Linked DNA regions of Mus musculus: region 2 is linked to region 1. A link is a contact called in public Hi-C data. All regions are on one chromosome and are shown on one strand. Each heading gives the region's core, a stretch centred on a gene start, on an enhancer-like site or on the middle of the called end of the contact. The rest is flanking DNA. Distances are from core to core; before and after follow the strand shown. Region 1 holds the start of Fasl (Fas ligand (TNF superfamily, member 6)). Region 2 holds the start of Sell (selectin, lymphocyte).

What was found. Hi-C and Micro-C count contacts between places; a contact is called where the count stands out from the background.
Region 2: a contact with region 1 is called in a Hi-C map of CD8 T cells, with 4 times the contacts expected there. The contact joins the promoter of Sell here to the promoter of Fasl in region 1. A contact is called at or near these places in 3 of 484 Hi-C or Micro-C datasets (CD8 T cells and natural killer cells).

Annotation. Positions count from the first base shown.
Region 1 is chr1:161,786,949-161,794,175 of GRCm38.p6, forward strand. Fasl (Fas ligand (TNF superfamily, member 6)) reads right to left here and starts at 1,547. Exons shown (of 4, transcript NM_010177.4): 1 at 996-1,547; 2 at 157-202. The coding sequence starts at 1,337.
Region 2 is chr1:164,056,584-164,063,873 of GRCm38.p6, forward strand. Sell (selectin, lymphocyte) reads left to right here and starts at 5,493. Exons shown (of 9, transcript NM_011346.2): 1 at 5,493-5,608; 2 at 6,470-6,551. The coding sequence starts at 5,606. Gm51665 (a long non-coding RNA gene) reads right to left here and starts at 6,409. Exons shown (of 2, transcript XR_003948100.1): 1 at 6,347-6,409. It overlaps Sele (selectin, endothelial cell), which reads left to right. Exons shown (of 14, transcript NM_011345.2): 14 at 173-1,094.

The DNA.
Region 1 (7,227 bases), core at 297-2,796:
AGAACCACACTGAACGAAGAGTCAAAAGCTCCTCAGGGTTTCATGCCTAGGAAACATAAGCCCAAGAAAGGCACAGAATCCTAGGCATCCTCCCAACTTTATTGAGTGTTGAAGACCAGCTATGGGAACTCACAAGGCAGACATAAAAGTACTTACCTATTTGCTTTTCAAAAGATGATACTTTAAGGCTTTGGTTGGTGAACTAGTGAGAGAAAGAGAGTCATAGAATAAATGTGCAGTTATTTAAGCCAAGGAAGCAGAAGTCACAGCAATCCATAGAAAGAGGACTCAGATATGTCAGACCTGGCCCGAGTTAGGGTTTAGCCACACAATTGTATCTAGAGTAGTAGTAAGACTTCTAAGTCTCTTTGAAGAAAATTAATTTATTTACACTTCTGAACAAGACACAAAATTGATTTTCATCCTTGAATCACTAAACATGAAGCAGCGAGAAGCTCATCAAACACCCTTGACAACTCAGAGAGGAATAAGTATTTGCCTTGAATTCTCTAGAAGATGGAAAATAACTTCCTGTGAGCAGTGGTTCTCAACATTTCTAACGCTGCATCATCCTTAAGGTTATGGCAACCCCCAACCATAAAATGATTTCATGGTTACTTCATAACTGAAACTTTGCTACAGTTACAAACCCATAATGTAAATATCTGAGATGCCGAATATCTGGTATGTAACCCCCGTAAAATAGTGGTTTGACTCCCCTCACTAAGGGGTCGCAACCCACAGGTTGAGAACAACTCTCTTTGAGGGCGTGTGCGCCTGATTCTCCAACTCTAAAGAGACTCTAAGAACTCTTTTCTAAATTAGAGGGGATTGAAAAGATCCTTGCCTTTAAAAACAACAACAACAACAACAACCCCAAATCATTGCAAGCAACACAGTAGCCCACATGGGCCATAGCAAGTCCCTACTCCCACGCAGCAGAGTCAGGTTGCAGCCAGGAACGCGAGGGCTGCTAATCCATGTGCTAGGCTTACCTCACGGAGTTCTGCCAGTTCCTTCTGCAGGTGGAAGAGCTGATACATTCCTAATCCCATTCCAACCAGAGCCACCAGAACCATGAAAAATACCACCGGTAGCCACAGATTTGTGTTGTGGTCCTTCTTCTTTAGAGGGGTCAGTGGCGGCAGTGGGAGTGGTTGTGATGGCGGTGGTAGTGGTGACACAGGTGGTGGTGGAGGTGGCGGTCTCCTTTGGTCCGGCCCTCTAGGCCCACAAGATGGACAGGGAAAAACTGACCCTGGAGGAGCCCAAGATGAAGTGGCACTGCTGTCTACCCAGAAGATCTGGGGACATGGGTAATTCATGGGCTGCTGCATGGCACCCAGCCCCAGGAAAGGGTTTCCTTCTCACAGCCTTGTGGAGGAGACTCAGGTGTCAAGGACAGAACTCTGACGCTGACTGCTCCAGAGAAGCTAAGTTTTCTTTATAAAGTTTCCGCAGTCAAGGGAAACACCTTTCTCCTGTTCTCTTCTCTTTGCTTCTCTGTGAGACACCCACTCACTTGCATCTGAAGCTGAGAAGCCTCAAAAAGCTCACAGCAACCCCAGGAAGTTTCCGCCCAGAAATTTCTGACGACAAGTCTTCGAAGTTCCAATTGGCGTCTCTGTGCTAACTGAGAAGGCTGGTAAACCAGGCTTGCCTGCCTGAGGTCCAACTCAGCAAGTCAGCGCTGGATACCCCTTGAGGACATTAGCTCTTCCGCAGCTCTGGGGTGTGTCCTGAGAGGCCTGTTGGTGCTGAGGCATGGGGAAAAGACCAAGGAGTTCGGCTAGAGAAGATATCTCCACATCTGAGCATAGGGAGTTGAATCCTCTGTTGAAGTCCCTTCCCTGAACATCAGCCAGCTGCAACCAGGAATGTGTGCCAGGTGTTCAAGGCTGCCCTAACCCCCCACTGTGCCTGCCCCCTATCCATCCCACTTCCCCTGGGAAATGTAGCCTTCCTCCTCTGTAATCATTTAACTTTGCAATCTCTCTTCTGGTCACCAGATGAAAACTGAGGTGCCTAATTCAGAAGAGTTTGAGATAAGCAATAAATAGCATTTTTATAGCAAGTGTGCCTTAACCATCACACAGCACATACTAAAACATTATTCAACATTTACAACAAATTTAAGTATATATCTTATGCCTTTATAAAACCGACCACTCTGCCTTAGGTTTGACTTCAGTCTTCTGGCCACACACACACACACACACACACAAGTCTTCTGGCCACACACACACACACACACACACACACACAAGTCTTCTGGCCACACACACACACACACACACACCATTTATGTCTAATAACCTCTAAGAACTCAGTCTCGGTTCCCATTACTTTCCCATATAAACCATATAAATCCCAATAAGTTCCTATATTCCACCTTTTTGGCAGACTCTACATTTTAAGTGGTTTTATTTTTTTTATCTCATGCTTTGGGATTTCTGGGATGAGCACCCTACCCCTCTCACCTATGCCAAAACAACTCCCAAAGTGTTATTTTTCTGCTGCCTTCATCCTGCCCCACCCCAGCTGCTAATTCTCCTGAGGTCACTCTGCTGGCAATCTCAGGCTGTTCCTTCCTTTTGCCCCCAGCCCTTCCCCCCGCACCCTCCCCGCCCCACCCTGATCATCCAGGCCTGCTTTTTCTCACCTGTGACACATTTCTTATCTTCCCCTCCTTCCCTAGTCCCATGGCTGCTCTCCCTGTACCAGATGAGTCTTTTGTGATTTTTATATCTCAACTCCCAGGATTCTTTAGTAATTGTCATTCTGTCTGTCCACATCTCTTTGTCCTTCTTTTGATTAATTTTTTTTCATAGAGGATTCAAAATATCAACACCCTACTGTCCACCAATCACAGGGAAAGAGTTCTAGCTGAAAGAGACGAGAGAGAAACTTCTAGAAACTGGGTTGGAGTTTGGTAGTGCCATTCAGCAGAAATGGTACTATTATTGGCAAGATTGAGAAAGAATAAACACCCCCGTGAACAGTCTCAAGGACCCATCACATTGGTACCAGAACCTTATTAATGAAAAGAAATCACCATTCAAAGTAGAACTTAGCTCTGTAGCTGCTGAAGGAAAAATGGATGCAAGAGCCAACAGGCTGATGGCCCCCACATCCTAGAACCTCAAACTCAGTCCTTTCAGCCTCCTACTCTCATGATTCCACGGAATCAGCCTTAAAGTTGACTACAGGCCAGAGCTCCAGAGGTGACTCAGGAGCAACAGAGGGTGATACATAGCCAGGGAACCTGGTATTTAACCTTAACAAGCCTAGGGAAGCCCCCTGAAGCAATCTGCCAAACAGACAGACCAGACAAGAATTTCTCAAATGTGAGTAAAGACCGTAGAACACTCCAAGTTTGAGTTTGTGTATTTATAAACATGAGGCTACTCGTTCAACTTCTCTAGGTACCTCCAGGATGCTCGTTTAGCAGCTCAGTCCCTCATCGCCACTGGCAGTTGCAGAAGGAGCATCCTAGCTGCTGCTTTGATCTCTGCTTTGTATAATGCTACCTACCTTTCCAGTTTTTGCCAGCATTATACCTATAAAGATAATCTCACTGTCTATGAACTGCTTTCTCACTTGTTTCTTGTGAGTTTGAACATCAGTCATAGATTTGTTGGGCAACCCACTTTCTTGTTATGTGAATTTTTCTGTTTGCCACATCCCATTACCAGGATCCTAGAGGCCCCTTGCATTGGAGAACGTGCCTCGAATACTCAAGCTCTAAGAAGACATCTACAGTTTAAACCAGAAGCCAGAAAGGTGGCTCAGCAGTTCAGAGCATGTCCTGCTCTTGCAGAGGGCCTGACTTCAGTCCTAGCATCCATCTCAGGCAGCTAACAACCACCTCCACCTCCACAGCATCCTGTTCCCTCTTCTGGCCTCCCCAAGTACAGGTAGCTGCACTCACAAGCATGTGGCCACATATAAGACACACATGCATGTGCATATTTAAAAATAAGAAATAAAAGTTTCTAAAGTGCAAACCTTGTACTATGAATGAACCAATTTCCTCAACTCGATCCCTCATTTCTTCTACTGAATCACAGTAGCATAGTTACCATGGTCTTTATTGATGACATCTTATAGCTCTGATTCTTGTTTGATCTGCCCATCCATCTATCCTGGTACAATAGTTATGCAGTTCTCATAGTCATGGTATTGTAGATATAGTTTTTTCCCTTTATAGAGATAGAGTGTCTCTATGTACCAAAACTGACTCCTAACTCAGTGTGTAACCCAGGCTGGCCTCCTACTTGTAGCAATCCTCCCGACCCCCTTTTCTTAAAGTTTGGAATTACAGATGTTCACCACCATGCCCAGCAACTTTACAGATGTCTTGACTGGTTTGACAGTTAGGCAAAATCTCCTGTCTCTTTGCTCTTAAACAAAACAAAACAAACAAACAAAAACAACTATTTGCATATATTTAATCTTCCACGTGTATTAGCAGAGAAAACAGTCATATTAGAAAAACATCCCACAGACTAGTAACTGTAATTGAAATAGCCAGAGAGAAGTGTTGTATGAAGAAGTGTATTGTTGTCATTATTAAAAATATGTGCATGCCTTTAATCCCAGCACTTGGGAGGCAGAGGCAGGCGGATTTCTGAGTTCGAGGCCAGCCTGGTCTAAAGAGTGAGTTCCAGGACAGCCAGGACTATACAGAGTAACCCTGTCTCAAAAAACAAACAAACAAACAAACAAACAAAAACCACCAAAAAACAAAAAACAAAACAAAACAAAAAAATATGAGCAGTGGTCCTACACAGATGAGCCAGGGAAACAAGAGAATCCTGATGACTCATTCATTCCAAGGGTATCGTTTCCCAGTGGCATGTACTCTTTCTGTTACTGTTGGCTGTAGGGTCCCTCTTTACTTCCACCATCGTGATCCAATTGGTCAGGAAAATTTACTAGACAGAGAACACCGTTTACTGCCACTTAGTAGGTGAATGCCTAGACCTTGCCTTACTTTAAATTTGATAGGTTTAGGCTTCAAAAGAAAGAGGGTGTGGTAAGTGTAACTTGGGTTTCTTATCACACCAGACAGAAGAGGGCTATGGATGGGCTGTGATGACTGTACAGATAGGTCGAAATTATTCTTCAACCCTTGATAACACATGAGACAGTATTGTGGTCTCAGAACTATTTGATTTCCTTCTGAAACCCATGGATATCAGCCAGGGCTGGTCAGGGGAATGGAAGTTACTCTGAGTATGAAGAGCAATGGAAGACTTGATATCATGAAAGGCTGGGTAGGGTTTTTTGTTGTTGTTGTTGATGATGTTGTTATTGTTTTTAAAGGTTATGAAGGCCAACTTTTAAACCGTTTAAAGAATAAGCTCTTGTTACAACCAAAACTTCCAGCTCCTAACAGCATTGAGGCTAGTGATGGTTAGGGGGCCCCAAGACTGTAGGAAAACGCCCACGGTGGCCTCTGCTATATTCAGCTGTCCTCTATGAGCTACTGTAAGAGCAGCAGCTTCTCCTTTCTATCTTCTAACCCCCACTGAGTCATCACTTCCCAGTGACCTCTACTTGGTCTCCCACCAGTAATGGAGACTAAGGATGATAGTTGTCCTCTCTGGACCCTGGAAGCAGCGGGGGAAGCGGGAGGATGGAGATGCTCCTGAATATTAACAAATTGTATGCTGTGCTTTTTATCTACTTATTTGCCATCACTGAGTTCATAAGGAAATCCTGGCTGATTGGTGAAGGCAAGAACGTTCCAGGTTAGGAACGGGACACCAGCCACGCATACTATGTGCTCCTCATGCCCATGAGCACTGCAGATGTTAGGAGTTGTCTGATAGCTTTCCTGGGGGAGCCTGATAACACTGCCTCTCCCTTCCTTCCACTAAGTTGGTTCATACAATTCTATGCTACTTTTGTGATTTAAAAATTTATAGTTTATAATTTAAAAATTATAATTCACTGTACCATTTCAGATAGCATATCAGTGGCTTCTTGTCGATCTTAGGATAAAATATGGACTATGTATTTATTTGAACTTCTTCATTTGTTTACATGGCCCTGAAATATCTAGGCTTCAGTCACACTGTAAGTTGATAGCTGAGCCAAAATTATAGCCCAGAGAGGGTCTGACGTGAGAATGATCCTAAGAACATTTTAAAACTCGCTCATAAGCAGTGTTCTCAAGTGCCTCTCAAGGGTGAAGAGTCTGGTACCTATAGAGTAGTAAGGAAGTGAGACAGGGTATGAGGCACAGCTCAATAGTATCTAGTAAGACTAGAAATATGTAGGTCTCACGGGTACCTATTTTTGAGACAGTGCCTCATGCATCCAAGACTGGCCTCAAACTCACTACATATGTGGTCAAGAGTAACTCTGAACTTCCAATTGCCCCACATCCACCTCCCAAGTGCTGGAATGGCATACCTGTGCCACCCCACTTGCCTATCTTGAGGGACCTTTCTATGGGAGTCTTTTTCGATGTTTGAACTTCCTTATTAGAAAAACACATGTCATGATGGGTTTGTGGGAAAGCATACTTACCAGAGACTGACTTAAAGGTCAAGGTCGTTGCTTCTGGCACCCACTGCTTCCTCTGAGTGCTTTGCAGATATTGTATAGGGCATGCAGCTGGATGTTTCAAGAGCTTCCCAACCTTAGGGCAATCGCATGAGAAATTACTTGTAAGCACACACTTAATCTTTCTGTCATAGGTTTACTTGCTGTCTGTCACAGACCTTGGAGGAATAGGGAAATTAGAGCCTTTTTTTTTTTAGCAGTTGGTTATTTTATAAATAATATCCCTCCCAGAAGCCAAATTTGAAAATGATCACCACTACTGCTGTTTTAGATAAAAACATAGACTTGGTGACTTAAGCAATAGAAGCACAGTTTCCCCCAGTTCAGTGGGCCAGAAGTCCAAGGTCAGCAGAGTACTATAGCAGGTGGGTTCTGCCTGCAGAGGCCTCTCTTCTTGCCCTGCCTCTTGTTTCACAAAGATGGTCACTGGGCTTCAGAAACATAAGAGGGTTTCCCCAAGATTTCAAGATCCCACAGGTAGTGAAATAATCAGAAAGAAAACCTGGCCTGTCTGTTGGTGCCTTTCCACAAAATCAGAAATGTCAGTAAATGAAAACACCAAACAGCTGGCCTCTGTTCAAGTCCACCTATGTGTGTGTTCAGCATCTAGGATACTCAAGACACTATGAAGGATGCAAGGACAGGCAGGAA
Region 2 (7,290 bases), core at 4,243-6,742, 2.3 Mb after region 1:
TATAACTGACCTATATCTACGATTACAGTGTCATAGAGACTAGTAACTGAGTGGCATTGGGAGTTCATGTCTGGAGCACCTCCGAGACAGCTGCTAGCTGATGGGTGTGCTTTGTTGCTGCTTCCAGCATGCAGGAGACTTGGAAGACTCTCACACTTGCTTGTATTTGCAGGAACACAAATGCATCGTGGGAAATAGAATGATAAGCTGAAGACAGCAGGAAATGAACTGTCTACAGAATCCTGGTTCCTCTTGCCTGCTTAAAAACTGGGATCCCGACTCCATGGATCAAAACTGAGTGACAAGGCCAGCCCTCTACTAGAATGACTCAGTTTCCTCTTTCCTAGTTAGTGACAGTATGAAGAACATGCTGCCACAGAAGGTGGAGGTGCTCTCTTCAAAAGAGAGTGAATGGACGGGGGAGAGCGCGAGCTGGAATAGCAGAATCCATTCTGACTCTTAGTCATGCTAGAATTTGGGAACAGAAACAGCGTTTTATTGCTTTGTTTCTTTCTCTTGTTCCCCACACAGTGTGTCAACAGCTAATTCCAGTATTGTTGTCACAGGCGTAAATAATATTTATCAGCAGTTTTGAGCAAATGATTTTCTATTTCTATCTTGAAAAACAAAAAAGGCAGAATTGCCATATTCTCAGGTTATGGCCTAGGAGTGTCATTACGGGTACAAGGTGCAGTTCCTGGTGAATATAACATGTTAAGACTGCTAGGCAGACATATTGGCTTTATCCCCATGGGATTCAGTGGCTGCCGAAGTATTCTTGAACATTGTGTTCTGTGTCCTGGCACTGAAGCCAGCATGAGATCCATCATTCTTATGTCAGCTCAAGGGTCAAAAGGACTTAAAAAAAAATCAGAATCCTGTGGCCTATCACATGGCAAAAGTTATCCTAAATCTTTTTTTTAATTAGAAAATCCCTAAATCTAAAATTAATGTTATATCTGCAGCCCACTTATTTTCAAAATGAGAAATTAATAATCAGTGTGAAATCCTGAGTATTTAACGGTAGCTGGTTTTAAGACATGGTACTATCAGAAGAATAGAAAGTGAAGAGAGAGTTTAGATATTTGATCCCCCCCTGCCCTGCCAAGGTTTTTTTTTTTCTGGAAGAGAGACCATCCTTGAAGCTAAATGTTCTGATTTAATAAAAGCATAAATGATAAAAAGTACATTTTAATGTATTTAAGAGCATGTCAAAATGTGAACATGCTGTGATTCCTAAAAGAGTGGTTCTTTTACACGACAAACACGTGATTCTTATACCTTGTATCTAATTCTAAATCCACGATGAGGTGTCACCCTGTAATCAATGCAGACAATGGACTTTTAAAGAGTAAAGGTGTCCAGTGGTTATTCTAGTTCATATGTTCTAGAGGAGGGGAAAGCTGGTGAACACAGTGATTATGTTATGTTACAGAGAATAAAACTCCTAAGCAATTTCATCTGCAACTGGCAATGACATACACTTGGTCTGTAAATGCCAGCTCTGTTCCTGCCAAAAGTGTCCCAAGTTCCAAATTAACATATTAGAGAAAGAAAATTTTTGGGAGGTCCTCGCTGATTGGTGGCGGTGGAAAAGCCAACAGGGAACAGGAAGTGTGATAGGCATTAGGATGAGAGAGGAGTGACAGAGAGAGAGAGAGAGAGAGAGAGAGAGAGAGAGAGAGAGAGACTGTGAGAAACTGCACAATGTAAATGGTTGTATATTTTGTATCAGAAATTACTGTGTGAAATATAAGTGTGGTCTGTATCTAAGTCCTGATTGAGTATTTTAAATTATGATTTAAAATATTTTATGGTGTAAGAGTATGTATTTATTTAAATATGTTAAACTTATTGTATTCACATATGAGTATAATGTTTTGCAATAAACGCGTTTCTACTTATCTTTGTGTATCTGAGTCTTCTTAACATTTTAATGCATCCAGATTAAAATCTGTACCGCATAAAAATTACATCCTAATTAATTAATTGTGTGCACATGTGCTTGCGTGCATCTGAATTGTCACTGTGAATGTGTGGAAATCGAAGGACAGCTTTGAGGGGTCAGCTCTCTCTTTACACACCACGGGCTTGCGTGGCAAGTGCCTTGACCCAAACCTCCCTCTTTTAAAATGGAATATCAGGCAACCATATACCTAACTCTGCAACATTTCTATTGGCGTAAGTGAAACCCTGTCAGTTAGCGGTTCCTTCACACTCTTTTCTCTCCCCTCCATGGCAATGCTAATCTACATTATGTATATGGATTTGCCTCTTCAGCACACTTTATATACATAAAAGTGCACATGACCTTCTTCCTAGCTCTTTTTACTTAGCACACTGTTTTCTAGGGTTCTCCATGGTGTAGCTTGTATCAGCTCTTCATCCCACTTACGGAAAAATTATATTCTCTGTGCTGATTGACCAGATATTGTATCTGGACCACTCAGGCCATTGTCACTGAATGTCTTTCCGCCTTTTGATTACTGTGAATGACGCTGCTAGGGAAGCCCTGAGGGTGTGGTTAAGGTGCAACTCCTCCACTGTCATTATCTGGAGGCAGGTAACTTAGGAATCCTGCTCTGCTTTTAGAGAAACCTTCCAGCTCTCTCCCAGTGAGGCTGCTCCATTTTACAGTCACACCTGCCATGAGAAGGGCTCCAGTGTCTCCACATTCTAGCTTATACTTACAGTGGTCTCTTGATGACATCAACACTCTAGTGGGTGTGGAATTATATACATCTAGGCTCTTGTATCCATTCCAAAAGATAACCAAACATTGACTATCTAAAAGAATCACCAAGCCCAAGGAAACAAAGTCTTTGCTGCATGACAGTCTCATTTGCTGTAATTTTAAAAAGTTCATGTTCATTTAGTTCATTGGGTTCACTGAAGTTTGAATTATCCCATCTTAGTTAGGGTTTCATTGCTGTGAAGAAACACCATGATCAAGGCAACTTCTTCCTTTTTTTTTTTTTTTTTTTTTGGTTTTTCGAGACAGGGTTTCTCTGTGTAGCCCTGACTGTCCTGGAACTCACTTTGTAGACCAGGCTGGCTCGAACTCAGAAATCCGCCTGCCTCTGCCTCCCAAATGCTGGGATTAAAGGCGTGCACCACCACACCCGGCAAAGGACAACATTTAACTGGGTCCAGCTTACAATTTTAGAGGTTCAGTCCATTATGGAGGAAGCATGGCAATGTTCAAGCAGACATGATGCTAGAGAAGGATGCTGGGAGTTCTACATCTTGATTCAAAGGCATCCAGAAGGAAGGGTCTCTTCCACACTGGGTAGAGCTTGAGCATACGACCTCAAAGTCTACCCCCACAGTGACACACTTCTTCCAACAAGACTACACCTATTCCAACAAGGCCACCCCTATTCCAACAAGGCCACTCCTCCCAATAGTGCTACCTACCGTGGGCCAAGCATATCCAAACCACCAAATCCCCCAAGACTAGATTCATATAATGAGGTTCTTCGTTACCAGTATATACATTCTTGCTGCTATTGCAAAGGCCTACAATGTAGGCCTGTGGGCAGACGTGATCTAATTTGTTATCATTCTGAGCTAGGGCATACGTTTAACAGTGGTCTAGGATGCTGATATTCCTGATTCTTACGCTGTGAATCCTGAGCTGAATTGCATCACTAAGTCTCCTGGTCCTTCACTTGCATACATACTTCCTGTTTTTCAGAAAGCCCAGTCATTGTTTCAGCCTCCTAAGTTATTGACGGAGCTGTTACACCCATGAACTTACATGACAAACACCATGACATGTATGTGCCAACACACACACACACACACACACACACACACACACACACACACACAAAAATATAAAATAGTAATAACAATAACAACACTACAAGTTAGCAGGTCATATTAATTACCTTTGAAAGTCTAAAATACTACAGAGATAGGCATGGTTATCTGAATGAGTTCAAGCCAGAAAGACCAGTAAACATTCCAACAAGCAAGACTACTTAGACTCCATAGATTATAAAGAAGCAAGCAAGCATGTGAAGTTGGGGGATATGTTGGTGAGTTTCCAGGGAATGACAAGCAGTGGGAGATGGGGGTGGATTAAGCACCAAGGAACTATGAAATTACTTAAGAACAAATACATTAAAAAATGAGACTAGTAATAGTTACTCCTCTGTAGCATTTTAGACTTTCTTTTTTATTATTATTATTATTTTGTTTTGTTTTAGGTTTTTTTTTCCCCCCGAGACAAGGTTTCTCTGTATAGCTCTGGTTATCCTGTAGACCAGGCTGGCCTCGAACTCAGAAATCTGCCTGCCTCTGCCTCCCAAGTGCTGGGATTAAAGGCGTGCGCCACCACTGCTCAGCTTTTTTTTTTTTTTGGTTTGTTTTTGTTTTTTGTTTTTGTTTTTCGAGACAGAGTTTCTCTGTAGCCCTGGCTGTCCTGGAACTCACTCTGTAGACCAGGCTGGCCTTGAACTCAGAAATCTGCCTGCCTCTGTCTCCCAAATGCTGGGATTAAAGGCGTGCGCCACCACTGCCCCATTTTAGACTTTCAAAGGTAATTAAGATGACCTGTTAAGTTCTAGTGTTGTTATTGTTGCTACTACATTATATTTGTGTGTGTGTGTCTGTGTGTATGTTGACACATACATGCCATTTTTTGTCATTATTACTAACTTTCTTACAGTTTAAATACTATTATGTCAGTGACTTCCTCCAGATTGCTTTTGAATGGCTGAATTCAAACTTTATATGCTGTCTTACCCTCTTCACACTTTCTACTCAAGGTATTTCTAGGTCCCCCAACCTCTCTAAGTTAGAGCCCTGGGATTTTATTTAGGATTTTGCTTTCAGAAGAGCCATTAACAAGGACTTCCACTAGGGGGTGAACGAGGAAAGAGGAAGGAGAGGAACTAAGTTGGGTCAAGTCTTCCAGAAAGCTCCCGAAGTTCAAGAGCAAGTGAACTAGCTCTGAAATAAGTTTTTAATCTATGGTACGACCAGGGTCCCCTACCCCATGGTCGGGAGTTTATAAACAAAACAAGGAACACAAAGGAAAGTGGGGTGGGAAGGGAGAAGAATGGAAGGGAAGGGAGGAGAAAAAAGGGGAGGGGAAGGGAAGGTAGAGGAGGGGAAGGGTAGGGAAGGGAAGGGACGGGAAGGAGGCATAGGTAACCAGAAAGGACTAAGAGGATGTGGGGAAGAATCCAGTTGCCATTGCTTCTTTTTTTTTTTTCTATTTTTTTTTTTTAATTTGGGGGATTATAATATAATTACAATATCTCTCCCTTTCCTTTCCTCCTTCCAAACTGGGGATATCCTGAGCAGGGGGCATAGCTTCTGGTCCACTACTGTGTTCTTGGGGCAAATGATTGAGCCCAGATTAGGAAAGGGGTGGGGAGAGAGAGATAGAGAGAGAGAGAGAGAGAAGAGAAAGAGGAAGAATTGGGGGCGGAGGATGTGAGGCTGGGCTGGAGAAATGAAAGAAAGCAAACCCCACTGGTGACATTGGCACATTCTTCCTGAGCGCAGCACGCCCTCCTTGTGCAAGAACTCTGAGCCCCAGGTGCAGGAGGCTGAGGCCTGCAGAGAGACTTGCAGAGAGACCCAGCAAGCCATGGTGAGCATCCCAGCCTATAAGAGATCTCTAGATATTCAAAATTTTCCTTGGGGTTGAAGAGGCAGGTGGCAAGGGGGCAAGAAGCTATCATTTCTGCGTTTAAGAAATATAGAAACCAACAAACAAGAACAAGAACAACAACAACAACAAAACCCCTACGCATGCTGTCTCAAGAAAATGACTCTAGACTCTTTCTTGCTGATTTTCTCCCTTGGTGTTTGCTTTGATGGAATGCTGGAAGGGGCACAGATAAGATTAGACCTTTGCGGTGACACAGAGTGACTCCCTGAGGAGTGATATACATCCAAAACTACAGTTTTAAGATGTGCAGAAAGCCTATGGCTTTGTTGTTTGAGTTATTAAAAATATATTGCTTCTTACTTGAAAAAAGCAATGCTTGCCTTTCCTGGCTTCTGGCTACATCATTCTTTCATATATTTGAGGTATGGCTCCTTCATGACCCAGCGTGAAAGGCAAATGTGAGTGTCACTGGTTCATTAGACCCCAAGAGCATTAAAAACAAGAGCATTAAAAAAATTAAGATTCTGTTTGATTTAAAGCTCAGTCGAAAAGTAGGTACAAAGAATACCGAAATATCGGAAAGCATAACATTAATCATGATCAACAACCTGGGACTGAAACCTGGAAGGAAAATGAAATAAAGTAGTGTACCAGTGTGTAATGAAGTAGATGCCATAATTTTCAGCCATGACACCCACCCCCCCCCAAATAGTTTACCTTGGATACGGTTGATAGTGGGCTGATGGGCTTTATCTGTGAATTGAAGAAGTGCCAGGGCACTGCCTCATGGTGCTATAAGTTTGCAGTTCAGAGTTTAAATATTTTGCACTTCATTTACAGGTGTTTCCATGGAGATGTGAGGGTACTTACTGGGGCTCGAGGAACATCCTGAAGCTGTGGGTCTGGACACTGCTCTGTTGTGGTATGTCCTTTGTTTTTGGCTAAGCCTTAGGCAGTGATTGTTCTTTTCTTAAATATTCATTGAAAGTACATAGTTGCAGGGAATACAATCAGGTAGATGGCTATTAATTCTTTTTTTTGTTGCTTTTTTGTTTTATTTTTTTTTTTGTTTTTGTATTTTTTATTTTTGGCTATTAATTCTTTTAAGGACTCTCATTCTTTCTCTGACCTTCAGAACTTTTCTGAGTCCCCCTAATACCAGCTTAGCATTGACATTCTCTAGTGATGTGCCCAAATCCTGATATCTACACAATAGTCCTCTGTTAGGAAGGAGTACAGTTAATTGACAAACCTCTAATAAGGCACGTTATGCTTATTCTACATTTCATTTTCTATTAATAGTTTGCTGTGCCCAAAATGAACTTCCACAGTCCAGAGCGTGGGCTGCCTGAGGGCTGGGGTTTTGTTTTTATTTTAGGGGCTTTTGTGTCTTTCTTTTGATGTTACATGTTTTATGCTTAAGCCTTAGAGACTCTTCATCAATAAATTTGAACCATTGTCTGAGCTAACTTATGTTAGCTCTCCTTCTTCTCTCACCTGGACTTTCAGCTCAGAACAAGTGAACACACCCTCTCTTTGTTTTTATAAATTTTTCTTTGCTTTTGAGAGTTTCATACATGCACAGTAAAGTATGATCATAATGATATGCCATTTCCCCCTTCAACAACACCATATACCCCCCAACACCCCTCCCAACTTCC